Regions from separate parts of the Triticum aestivum genome. Here region 1 is linked to region 2. The links are chromatin contacts, called in public Hi-C maps. All regions are on one chromosome and are shown on one strand. The core of a region is the stretch at or near the end of the contact, and the rest is flanking DNA. Distances in the headings are between cores, read along the strand shown.

Region 1 (5,420 bases), core at 1,553-4,052, 130 kb before region 2:
ATTGATATACTCCGTATCTTATTACTGTAATTGTTGCAAGGTTTCAGCGATAGATTAAATCCAGGTATATACAGTACTAAATGCAGGACCACTGAAGTCATGCAACGAGCCACATTGCAATCTTGCACGTTAAAGGAAGCATCAGAAAACAGAATACTGAGGACATTGAATCAAAGGGTAAACAAAAGTGCAACAACGGTAACACCGAATTTCAGAGTTCAGCAACTCCTTTCAACTACATAGAGTAAGTAGGGCATCATCTTAAAGAAAAAATGCAGAGGATAGGTCACCAGCAATTCCACACCTTTGCCAGTCTCTCCTCCAGCTGAAACTGGGCAACAGTACTGCTCTGAATTTACGGGGAGACAAAAGTGTAACAGCGGTAACAACCGAATTACGCAGTTCAGTAGCTCCTTCCATCATGGTGATGCCATATGATTCACATAAAACAATAGATCACTGTAATCCAATGTCACTCATTGATTTCAATTAGGACCGGAAGTGAACCACGGAATGAAGATCCATTCCCAGTTCCTCTATAACATGTTGCCTCTCCTCATCAGTCCGTGGATACCTTGTCTTGGGATCCGAGTCACTACAGCACTTCCACACCATCCTGTCATGAAGAGATATCTCCTCCATGTTCACCGCAGCTACCATGACACGCCTGACGTATCGAATGAAGTTATCATCGGCTTGGAAGCCATAGATGGTGAGCTTGGCAAGATTCTTATGCTTCAAAATGGAAACAGATGGCTTCCACTCTACGTTTCTGTTGTCGCAGTAACCACTCGCCTTCCGGTGCTCCTTGTCTGTCACCATGATGCACCAATGATCCCATACTGTGATGCATAGCTCCTTCAGGACCGGTGCAGCTTCAAGAATGAACATTGTCCAAGCAATATCACATCCTTCAGGAAGGTTTTCCAGATTCACAAGCCGCAGTTTGCCAAGAACAGGCGTGAGCAGTTTCGGACATTCTGGTAGAACCCAAATCTGGGAAAGAAGAAGCATATCAAGAATAGAGTGCAAGATGCACACAAAAACAACGTTCTAGGGTAGTAGAGAAAAATCACGAAAGTCATTACTGTCACATATAACCATATCATAGCCTGGGAAAGAAGAAGCATACTAAGAATTGAGTACAAGCTGCAAATAGTTTACATTCTAGGATGGCAGAGAAGACAACGATCATATATAGTGTTGAAATAAGGCAGATGCAATTGAGTACCTTTTCACTTCGAAAATTCAGATGCAGTTCGCTTATGGAGAGGAAATTAGCAAGGAGCTGGCTCAACTCTAGACACCTGTCTGAGCAGACAGCAATTTTCGCGAGGCTTAGCTTTGAAAGCTGCGGAACGAAACCAAAAGACAGGGGCTCATCGTCGTAAGAGCACCAGTTATTATAAGTCACTTGTTGGAGTTCCGGTAGCCAGTTGAGCACAACTTTCTCGAACTTCCCATAGTCGATCTCGAGGTCAACGAGTTGAGCATGTTCTAAACACAGCACAGAACGGATCCCTGAGTCACAGTAGGACAATCGCAAAGATTTCAACCGCTTGCAAGTGGTCAGGACATTGGGGATGTCGCCTTCACCAAATCGCATATTTTGCAGCCATAGGCGCGTAAGGCCAGCGAATGCATCCAGACAATCAGCAAGGATAGTATTGAAGCACTTGGCAAAGTCGACGAGATCGGCAGGTGTGCAATCCGCGCAAGCCTTCTCCGTCATGAACTCAATTTCAGCTTTCTGGACCTTCTGGGTTGCCATGGCGTGGGCAAAAGATTTGCCAACAGAGAGAACGTCATAATGCCTCAAGACCATTCTGACATTAAGCTTGCGGATGGTGATTCCTGGGCTCCTCATCCACAAGATGTTATCAGTTATCTTAGCGACAGCGCCATTGACCCTAGCCACATCACGGATGCCAAATTCACGGGAGCTATCAGGGTCAGGGACGAGGGAACCAACATCGATAACAATCTGCGAGAGCATGGCGGGGAGCTGCAGCATTCGCTTCGAGAGGATGCAGGCTCTGAGGGCGTCAAACGTCTCCACCCTCTCCAGGATATTGAGCAGAAGATCATTGGGCAGCCTGCTAAGCCTGTCTCCGTTTGCTTTGCAAGCAGCGTCTTCGTTGCAAGTTGCTTTCTGCATTAGATTTAGCAGGGGAAAAAACAAGAAAACACTAAATCAGCCCTGGAGGATGAATCGAATCGAAGTGAAGGACAGACAAAGAACTTACGTTGCGGCCGCGGCGACCCTTCTTGTTCTTCATGGCTGATCCGCTAAAGCAAAAGAACTGGCCTTTCAGAGATGTGATTGATGTTGCTTCTTTGATGGGCGACTCCTCCCACTCCTCTGTTTATTCAGGCCGGCGGATTAATCGCCGTCTCCCCTCCAGAAGGGAGGAGATTATTAGAGGAGAGGGAGAAGGATCCCGGTTACAACTTCTCGGCACACATATTAGTAAAAATTGCTGTGTGCTTGGAAAACAAACCGAAATCAATCTCTTTTCTGCCCCGATTGCAGAAGGAAAAGGACTCTTCCGCCTCCGCCTCCGTCTCCCTTGAGATGATCCCGCAGAAAACGCAATAAGACATAATAACGCGGTCCTTCGGTCCCCTGGACTTTAGAGCCCAGGCGGCGGAGGTGGTGGCGGCTGCAAGGGCGCGGAGGAGCAGGGGGGGTTGGGTGTCGGAGGGGATGGCGGCTGCCGCCTGCAGGACCGGAGTGCGTGGGAGGAGGGGATCGAGTGGAAAGAGATGGGATCTAGGGTTAGCAGGTTTCCTATACCTTTTCTTTTTTGATTGAGGTAAAGGTTTTCTATACCTGAATTGGTCGGCGGCGCGGACACGTAGGTGCGCCAATGCAACCGACGCATTTCAGACTTGGGCGTTTTTCGGTGGCTGCTACGAATCAGCCGGATGATTTCCGTATGAAATCATCCGCCTAGCCAACCGTCCGATTGGCGCTAGCGATGTTCGATCCTAGGATTTCTGGAGCCCATCTTCGATCCACAGCGCGTCCCCCTCTACAGCGAAGGTGCATTACCTAGTCGTTAGTCCATACCCACGCCTTCTCTGAAACACAACGATGGTCCATCGAAAGCAACGGATGGCATGTGTGCCGCCGACCTCGCAGCCCTCGAGCAGCCGGAGATGCTGCATCGTAGCTCCAAAAAGACTCGCCGGCAACACGCTGTAGCACAGTGCCGAGACTCACCGGGGGCCTGCACGGCACCATGGTAGCACCGAGAGCTGCAAATAAAGTTTCAATGCAGCACCGACGACACCCGAGCGAAGCTCCACTGCAACTCCATGGGAGCAGAGCACTGTCGACGCCCGGTGAAACTCCATTGCAGCCCAACGACGCTCCATTGCAGCCCTGGTGGAGCTTCAATGCAGCCGCAACGTAGCTCCAACGTCCCCGACGATGCTCTACTTGCAGCCGCGGCGAAGCTCCATTGCAACCGCGACAAAAACTCCAACACCCCGACGGTGCTCCATTGAAGCCGCGGCGGAACTCCGATCACCCTCCATTGTCGGCCCGGCGCACTCATTGCAGCACCGGCGATGACGGTTGATGCTGCGACGCAGCAGGCGGAGGCGATGGCGAAAGCTGCGACGCAAAGCATGACAACGACGGCGGAAGCTGCCATATAGCGCGGGGATGCTGCGATGTAGCTCCGGTGGCACTTCAATGCAGCCTCGGCGGCTCGAGGATGCATCAGGCAACGGCCGACAGGCGTCACCTCCTCTGCTTCGGTGCTCCTGCTTGCTTTTTCTCTGCAGCTTGACGAAGGACAGAAGGGAAGGGGGAAAGAATGGGGTGGAGGATACGCTTCGTGTGAGAAGATAAGGTGGAATCGATTGGAGCGGTGGCGGGGCCACATCAACACGTGGTGCACAGGGAGAGCGGCTTACGGGAGAGAGTTTTCATCCGGCTTATTTTAAACGTTTTCCTTAGGAAAATCTTAATCCAAATAAAACATTTTTAAGGAATAGCTTTTATATTCCACTTAAAATTGGTGCATCATATCCGTGATCACCGGACCAGTAACAAAATCCGGGGCGTCCGAACCACAAACAGATAGTGGTGTCGCAACAAGGAAAAAAGTCAATTTTAAACCTTGAATTTGTAGAGGTCGGACGAAATGAACCCTCAAATCGAAATCCTGGTCGATTACACCGTAAACTATGTAATCCCGGTAAATCAAACCGTGGCAAATGTCAACCGGGATTCATGTGGTGGGCCGGCCCACTTTATTATTTTTTCGTTCAAAAAAATTCCAAAGGGCGCACATCCTGCTCCCCGTTGCACGGCATTCCCTAAACGGTGCCCGTTACAGGGTGTGCGCCCGTAGGCCAAAAAAGGGCGCTACCAGGATTCGAACCACCTACCTCCGCGTCAAGGACAGCTAGTTCAACCACGCGAGCACAGGGTAGGATATGGTTACGCTTTAGTTTTTCCGTCTACTATTCGTTCTTCTTCCTTTTTTTCCTTTTTAAATTACACGACCACATGTTTTTCTTTTTTCTTTTTTTTGTTGTTCTTTCTTTTTGCCTTTTCTTTTTCTTTTTCCTTTTTCTATCTTTTTCAAAATCGATGAATTTTTTTCAATTTTATGAACTTTCTTTCAAATTCGATGAAGTTTTCTTCAAAATCGATGAACTTTTTTCATATTCGGTGAACTTTCTGCAAAATTGATGAACTTTTCTCACCAAATTCCATGAACTTTTTCCAAAATAGATGAACTTTTTTTCAAATTCAATGAACTTTTTTTGAAAACCAGTGAACTTTTTAAAATTTGATGAACTATTTTCGAATTGGATGAACTTTTTTCAATATCCCAAATATGTTCAGATTTTTCAAAATTCGTTTGAATTTTCGGAAAATGTTTTCGAAATTTCAAATTTTGTTCATGTTTTCGAATTTTGTTCACGTTTCAAAAATAGTTCTATTCCAAATTTTTGTTAACCCATTGAAGAAAAATATTCACCATACATTGAAAAAATGTTCAGTATGTATAAAAAAATGTTCATCATGTATAGAAATTTTGTTCAGCATGTATTCAGAGAAAGTTCAGCATATTTAAAAAAAATGTAACTTTATGTAATACACGGTAAAATTTTATAAAATTTGCTGAAAGTTTTTGAATACATGAACTTTTTTCTAATTCGCGATTTTTTAAAACTTATTTCAGATTTTTTTTCTTTTCCAAAAAATCACGGCTTTCTAAATTGTTTGTACCAGAAGTAGTGCGGTTAGTATTGTTGTTAATATCTCGCACTATAATGAATCACTAGGCTGTAGTAGATGTACAGGTTAGGCACGCTGTGACGTAACTAAACAGCGCGAGATCCAATCCTGTTGGAAGCAGCTTTTTTGGGAGGTTTTTTCTCTGCGTGGATTTAGT
Region 2 (5,530 bases), core at 2,516-5,015:
GTACTTATGTTTATATTTTCAATGCGTAAAATTTGCTTAGTTGACATAATTATCAATGCAACATTATTGCTAAGTACTCAATATGTTTTTATTTACTCTCCGTATTAGCTTTGTCATAAGCCAAACCTTATAGAGTTTGACCAAGTTTATAGAAAATAATATGAACATTTACAATAACAAATATATTCAATGATGTGAAAATATATTCAGTGATTAATCTAATGCTATTAATTGGTCATTCTCAACGTTAATAACTTTTTTTTATAAACTTGGTCAAAGTTTACAAAGTTTGAACGAAGATAAAGCTAATATGCAAAATAAATAAAAAGCAAAGGGAGTAATAGTTATAGTCATCTTTTTTATACAATTATTATGGGTATCATTGTAAAATACATGTGCTAAACTTAAATAGTTTTGTAATAAAAGCCTTCTTGAGTTATTTTGACTTTAAATTATTGTGTAACAAAAACCTTCAAGAATTATTTTGACAAATGTATAAACTACATAGTATGAATTGTGTGTGTGTGACGACATCTTTAAATGTCATGGTACAAATCTCTAAAGCATACCACCAAAAGAGTATCTCAATAGTGGCTTCTAGTGTATGGTTAACTAAGCATATTTATAGAAAATATCTAGATTATAAGTTGAACTGTTGGCGTTAATTCATATTTTCAAGGTGAAATGTGCCTTGCAAATTTCCAGGGTTTCAGCAATAAAGTTGAACATATCCATGCTATGTACTTTCTGTTAAAATAACATCACTTGTAATAATCACGTCACACATAATAATGTTGTGGATTTTACTATTTCCATAGACATCCGACTTGACAATGTGGTATGCTCGTCGGCAATGTACTTGATACCTTGTAGTGTATTTTCTACACTTTGAGATCGTGAGCTACCTTTCTTTTGCTTCTTCGACTCTCTAGGCGAAACATATGCAGGCAGTGGGGGTGGAATGCCTCCCCTGGAACCCACTCTCCCATTTTATTATCATGATTCTCCTCGACAATCAGATCATTCACCTTTTCTTTATTCTTCTCCATCGAGTCATGTTGTATGGTCTCTCCTCCGCGAATAAGTTTATGATGAGTAGAGTTCAACCCCTGCTTGTCACTCTACCTTGTCTTTCTCACCACTATTATTGAGTTGAGAACTACACATAATAGCTTTTTGGGGGGATTACAAAGCTTTGTTGACCAAACGAAATGTTCATAGGGATGCATAACGGGTCATGAGGAGTGCCAAGCCACATGTGGTCACCCTGATCAATCGAATGAGGAAACTTTTTTTTTTGCGCTGATAGAAGAGTTTTATTCCAAAGGTATAGGGTTACAATCGCGAGGCAAGAGATCCTGAATACACGGCGGACCTCGTCCAAGCCATATAACAGTTGTATGCTCTATACGACTATACAGGGCCAAACGATCTGCGACCCTATTTTACACACGACTAATCTTCGTAGGAATGAAAACTCTATCTACCATAAGGTGACGAAGCTCAGCAACTAAATGCCCGTAAGGCAGATCTAGATAAACTGTCGCCCGACAGGGCAGAGAGGGCGACGGATGAGTCCGACTGGACTATGGCAGGTAGCTCACAATGTTGGATTGCTAGCGCCATACCTTGCATTAGCGCATGTAGCTCCGCTTCCAACGCTTCGTTGCAGTTAAAAATGCATCGGTATGCTGAGAAGATAACGCTCCCATCATGATTCCGCATACCATTCCTACCGCAGTTGAGCCATCGGTATGTAGATAGGCACCATCAACCGATAGGGCCACCTTCCCCGGTGGTGGCTTCGGCCATGGTTGAACTATGGCCTCCGCCCGCGCCGCAGCCGGTACATCCCGCCCCAACGGCATTTTCCCTTTGATAATCTCCTCTGTCGAAAGCTTCCTGGATAGGTCTAAGGACTGCATGTAGCGAGATCGTTGTAGACACCGGAGGTACTTCCTTGCCATGAGCCACATCTGAGCGGAGAGACCAAATGCACCAGATCAACATAATTACACAATCCCTCATGAACTCATCACAGTTTGTCAACAAGTTTAGTAACCATTCCTGCCATGTGTCCTGCAGAAGTTCCTGGCGTGGTAAATTCCAAACCATCCTCATCTGTCGACAAACCGCCTGAGCATGATTGCATGTGACAAGGGCATGGAAACTGGACTCCTCCTCCCTCGCACACAGGGGGCAAGTGTCTCTTGTAGATATATGCCGATACTTCTTGCAAGAATTTGTTGCAAGTGCACCCTAGACTACTTTCCACGCCAAGATCCTCATCTTTAGGGGAACTTTGGCTGCTCAAATACACTGCAACACTGGCCGTTCCCCCGAAGGATTGTTCCTCGACGCAGGTGCCCTCTCCGAGGTGACGCCAAGAGTAGCAAGCCGGTATGCACTCCTCACCGTAAATTGTCCGCTTCTTTCCGAGAACCAGGCTATGAAGTCTTGACCATTTCTCAGTGAAGTACAGATGTTAAGAATTTCTCGTATGTCCATGTCCCAACAGTGTTCTCTCAGCCTTTGTTCATCCCAAGCACCGTGTTCATTCAAGAAATCCGCCACCCAGTTGAGTCTGCAATTACGTTCCGGTGTTATTGGCCGAAAATTATGACCCCTTGGGATCCAAGCATCTCTCCAAGTTCTTATCAGCGTCCCGTCACCCACACGTCAAATAATGCCTTTCTTTACCAGCTCAAGACCATGTACAATCCCCTTCCACTCTGCGGATGAGCTGGTTGGAAACACCGTATCCAACAGATTACCATGGGGATAATATTTTGCTCTGAGCAGTCTTGCACACAGGCTATTTGGGCAATCCAATAATCGCCAAGCCTGCTTAGCCAGCAAGGCCTGGTTGAATGCTCTCATGTCCCGAAATCCCATGCCCCCCATAGACTTGGGGACCACCATCTTCTTCCAACTAAGCCAGGCCATTTTCCTCTTGCCGTTGTCCACACCCCACCAGTACTGCCTCATCATTCGTGTCAAGTCGTCACAGACAGACGCCGGCAGTTTAAAGACACTCATCATATATGTAGGGATGGCATGTGCAACAGCTTTGATCAAAATTTCCTTGTTTCCCACAGAAACAAATTGTTCACTCCAATCAATCAACCTTGCTCGCAATCTCTCCTGAACCGTTTCAAATTGCCCTCTATGCACTCTTCCTTCTGGCACAGGTCCGGTTCCTACAATATTATGAGCTTCTACGTTCGACTCTCTTCAAACAAAAAAGATGGCTAGTAAAGGTCCGGTTCCTACAATAATCTCCTAAATGATGGACCTGTTCTTTATTCTTTTCGAAAACTTGTTTGCAATCGCATGCCCTGTCCATTCAACTAGACGGAAAACAATCCAGTAGCCCAACTTAGAGTGTGAGCTTGTCCTTATGTGTAATCGAAGAGGGGAGGTCGGCAATCAATTAATCTTGACATTGAAAACTCATTTCAGTAAATAAAACTTTTTTTACACTCGACGGAGTTTATCAAGAGAAACTTTTTTTACGAGGTTAAAGAGAGCGTTATTTCATAATGATCGGGTTACAATCTCGAGATAACAAGTCCTCAAAAAACGGAGGGGGGCCCTCACGGTGACAGGGGTATATGTTTTATCTTGTATTTGTATGAAGTAGTAATATTTTGAAGTAGGTTCGCTTAAATTTCAAAAGGCTTGACTTGACTCGCTTAGGATCACAGCCACTCGACTTGTCGTGTGGAACCTGTTGTGGCTCCACCACTTTGTGCCCTCCACCATTATTGTTCTGCCAACGGCATATACGGAGGGAGCTACACAGAAGCTCCACCGTCCCCTGTTTCCCACCCCCTCCCCTGTCCCATTCGACAAAACACGCCAAGCACGCGCACCGAATCCATCGCCGAGCAAGCGAAGCAGACACCACCTGTCCAGACCGCCGCCCACCGTCTCCCAGGAGCTCAGAGGCGCCACCAAGAACCGCACGGAAGCAGCCGGAGCAAGCGGCACGTGAGAGGATCGATGGCGATGGCCGGCGGAGCCCCGCCGGCGCCGCTGCCGGTGGTGGGGCACCAGTTCTGCGCGCCCTACGTGGTGCCGCTCACGGTGACCAAGAAGGCCCTCAGCCTCTCCGACGGCGACTTCGCCATCACGGACGCCAACGGCGCCGTCGTGCTCAAGGTCAAGGGCGCCATCTTCAGCATCCGGAGCCGCCGCACCATCCTCGACGGCGCCGGGATGCCCCTCCTCACCATGCAGGAAAAGGTCCCTTCTCCACTACAGATTTGCTCCTTTGTCTGTCTGTCCATCTCCCTCCCCGGCCTGGCGCCGCTGAAATTTCCTCGATCCGTAGACATGTCTGCAAGTTCTTTGCAGGATAAGATCGTTGACCCGTAGACATGGGTGATCTGAGTCGTTGCAAATTGGTATAGTCTTGCTATTTATTTTTATTTATTTTAGCTGGGGGAGGAATAGTCTTCTGACCTCTACATCATGCTCACGAGTCACAACCCAAATTATTGCAAAATCATTACAATGAAGTAGCACAGGAAAACGACGTGTATTAATGAAGTTGACTAATTCCAAACTTCTACTACTATTCTTCTCAGCGACTGCCTTTTCCGATGTCCCCACTTGACCTTGATGTGCGACAAGGAGTCATGGGCTTTTTGATCCAGTGTTGTTCTTGCCAGCCTGAACTATTCGGTGTGTGCAACATAGGAGCATTGGGAAATGATAACTGGGGACGTTCACTGATTAGGAGGTCCCAGGGAACGCCCTTAGAGCCATTGGATCCAGATCGTGCGGATGGCATTTTTTTAAACCGCTGGCGTTCTTTGCGTATATAGCAATTTTCACTCCTGATCATGGCAAGTCTTCTAAACTTGCCATGGCAATTTCAGTTGAAATTGCATGGCAATTTGAGCGTTCGATGCGAAAAAGCCCCCGGGGAACATTTCCCGGATATTGCGGCCCATGAGTATTTCCATTCTTTCTGTTTTGTCGCGACAAGGGGGTAGCAAAAGGAACTTTCTTGGCGAACTACATATGAAGAAACCATTAGTACAATCTGAATTTGGTGGCTTGATTTTAGACAACACATGCTGCCGTGGCTGTAGTCGTTAATTGTGGTTGTATAAATCACTTGATCAGGTGTTCAGCATGCACCACCGATGGGAGGTGTTCAGAGGGGACAGCACCAACGCAGGCGACCTGCTCTTCACCGTGAAGACAACTTCGCTGATCCAACTCAAGACGGAGATGGATGTCTTCTTGGCCGGGAACACCGCGCAGCAGGTCTGCGACTTCAAGATCAAGGGCAGCTACTTCGACAGGTCCTGTGTCTTCTACCTTGGCGACTCCAACAACATGGTAGCTCAAGTAAGTAGCCTCTGATCATGCCGTGGAGCTTCAAAACTTTCTGTTTTATCTAGCTGACAAATGTAACCAATTACAATCTGACGCTGCAGATGAGCCGTAAACTGACTGTTTCCAATGTGCTGCTGGGGAGGGACACGTTCAGTGTGACCGTGTTCCCGCACGTCGA

The links. Hi-C and Micro-C count contacts between places; a contact is called where the count stands out from the background.
Region 1: a Hi-C map of leaf shows a contact between it and region 2, with 3 times the contacts expected there. The contact joins the promoter of LOC123135725 here to the promoter of LOC123135724 in region 2. A contact is called at or near these places in 2 of 5 Hi-C or Micro-C datasets (both in leaf).

Annotation. Positions count from the first base shown.
Region 1 is chr6B:54,667,458-54,672,877 of IWGSC CS RefSeq v2.1, reverse strand. It overlaps LOC123135725, which reads right to left and starts at 2,802. Exons shown (of 3, transcript XM_044554911.1): 1 at 2,247-2,802; 2 at 1,232-2,152; 3 at 136-996. The coding sequence starts at 2,279. The coding sequence ends at 490.
Region 2 is chr6B:54,534,809-54,540,338 of IWGSC CS RefSeq v2.1, reverse strand. LOC123135724 (protein LURP-one-related 15) reads left to right here and starts at 3,765. Exons shown (of 3, transcript XM_044554910.1): 1 at 3,765-4,248; 2 at 5,137-5,364; 3 at 5,454-5,530. The coding sequence starts at 4,006.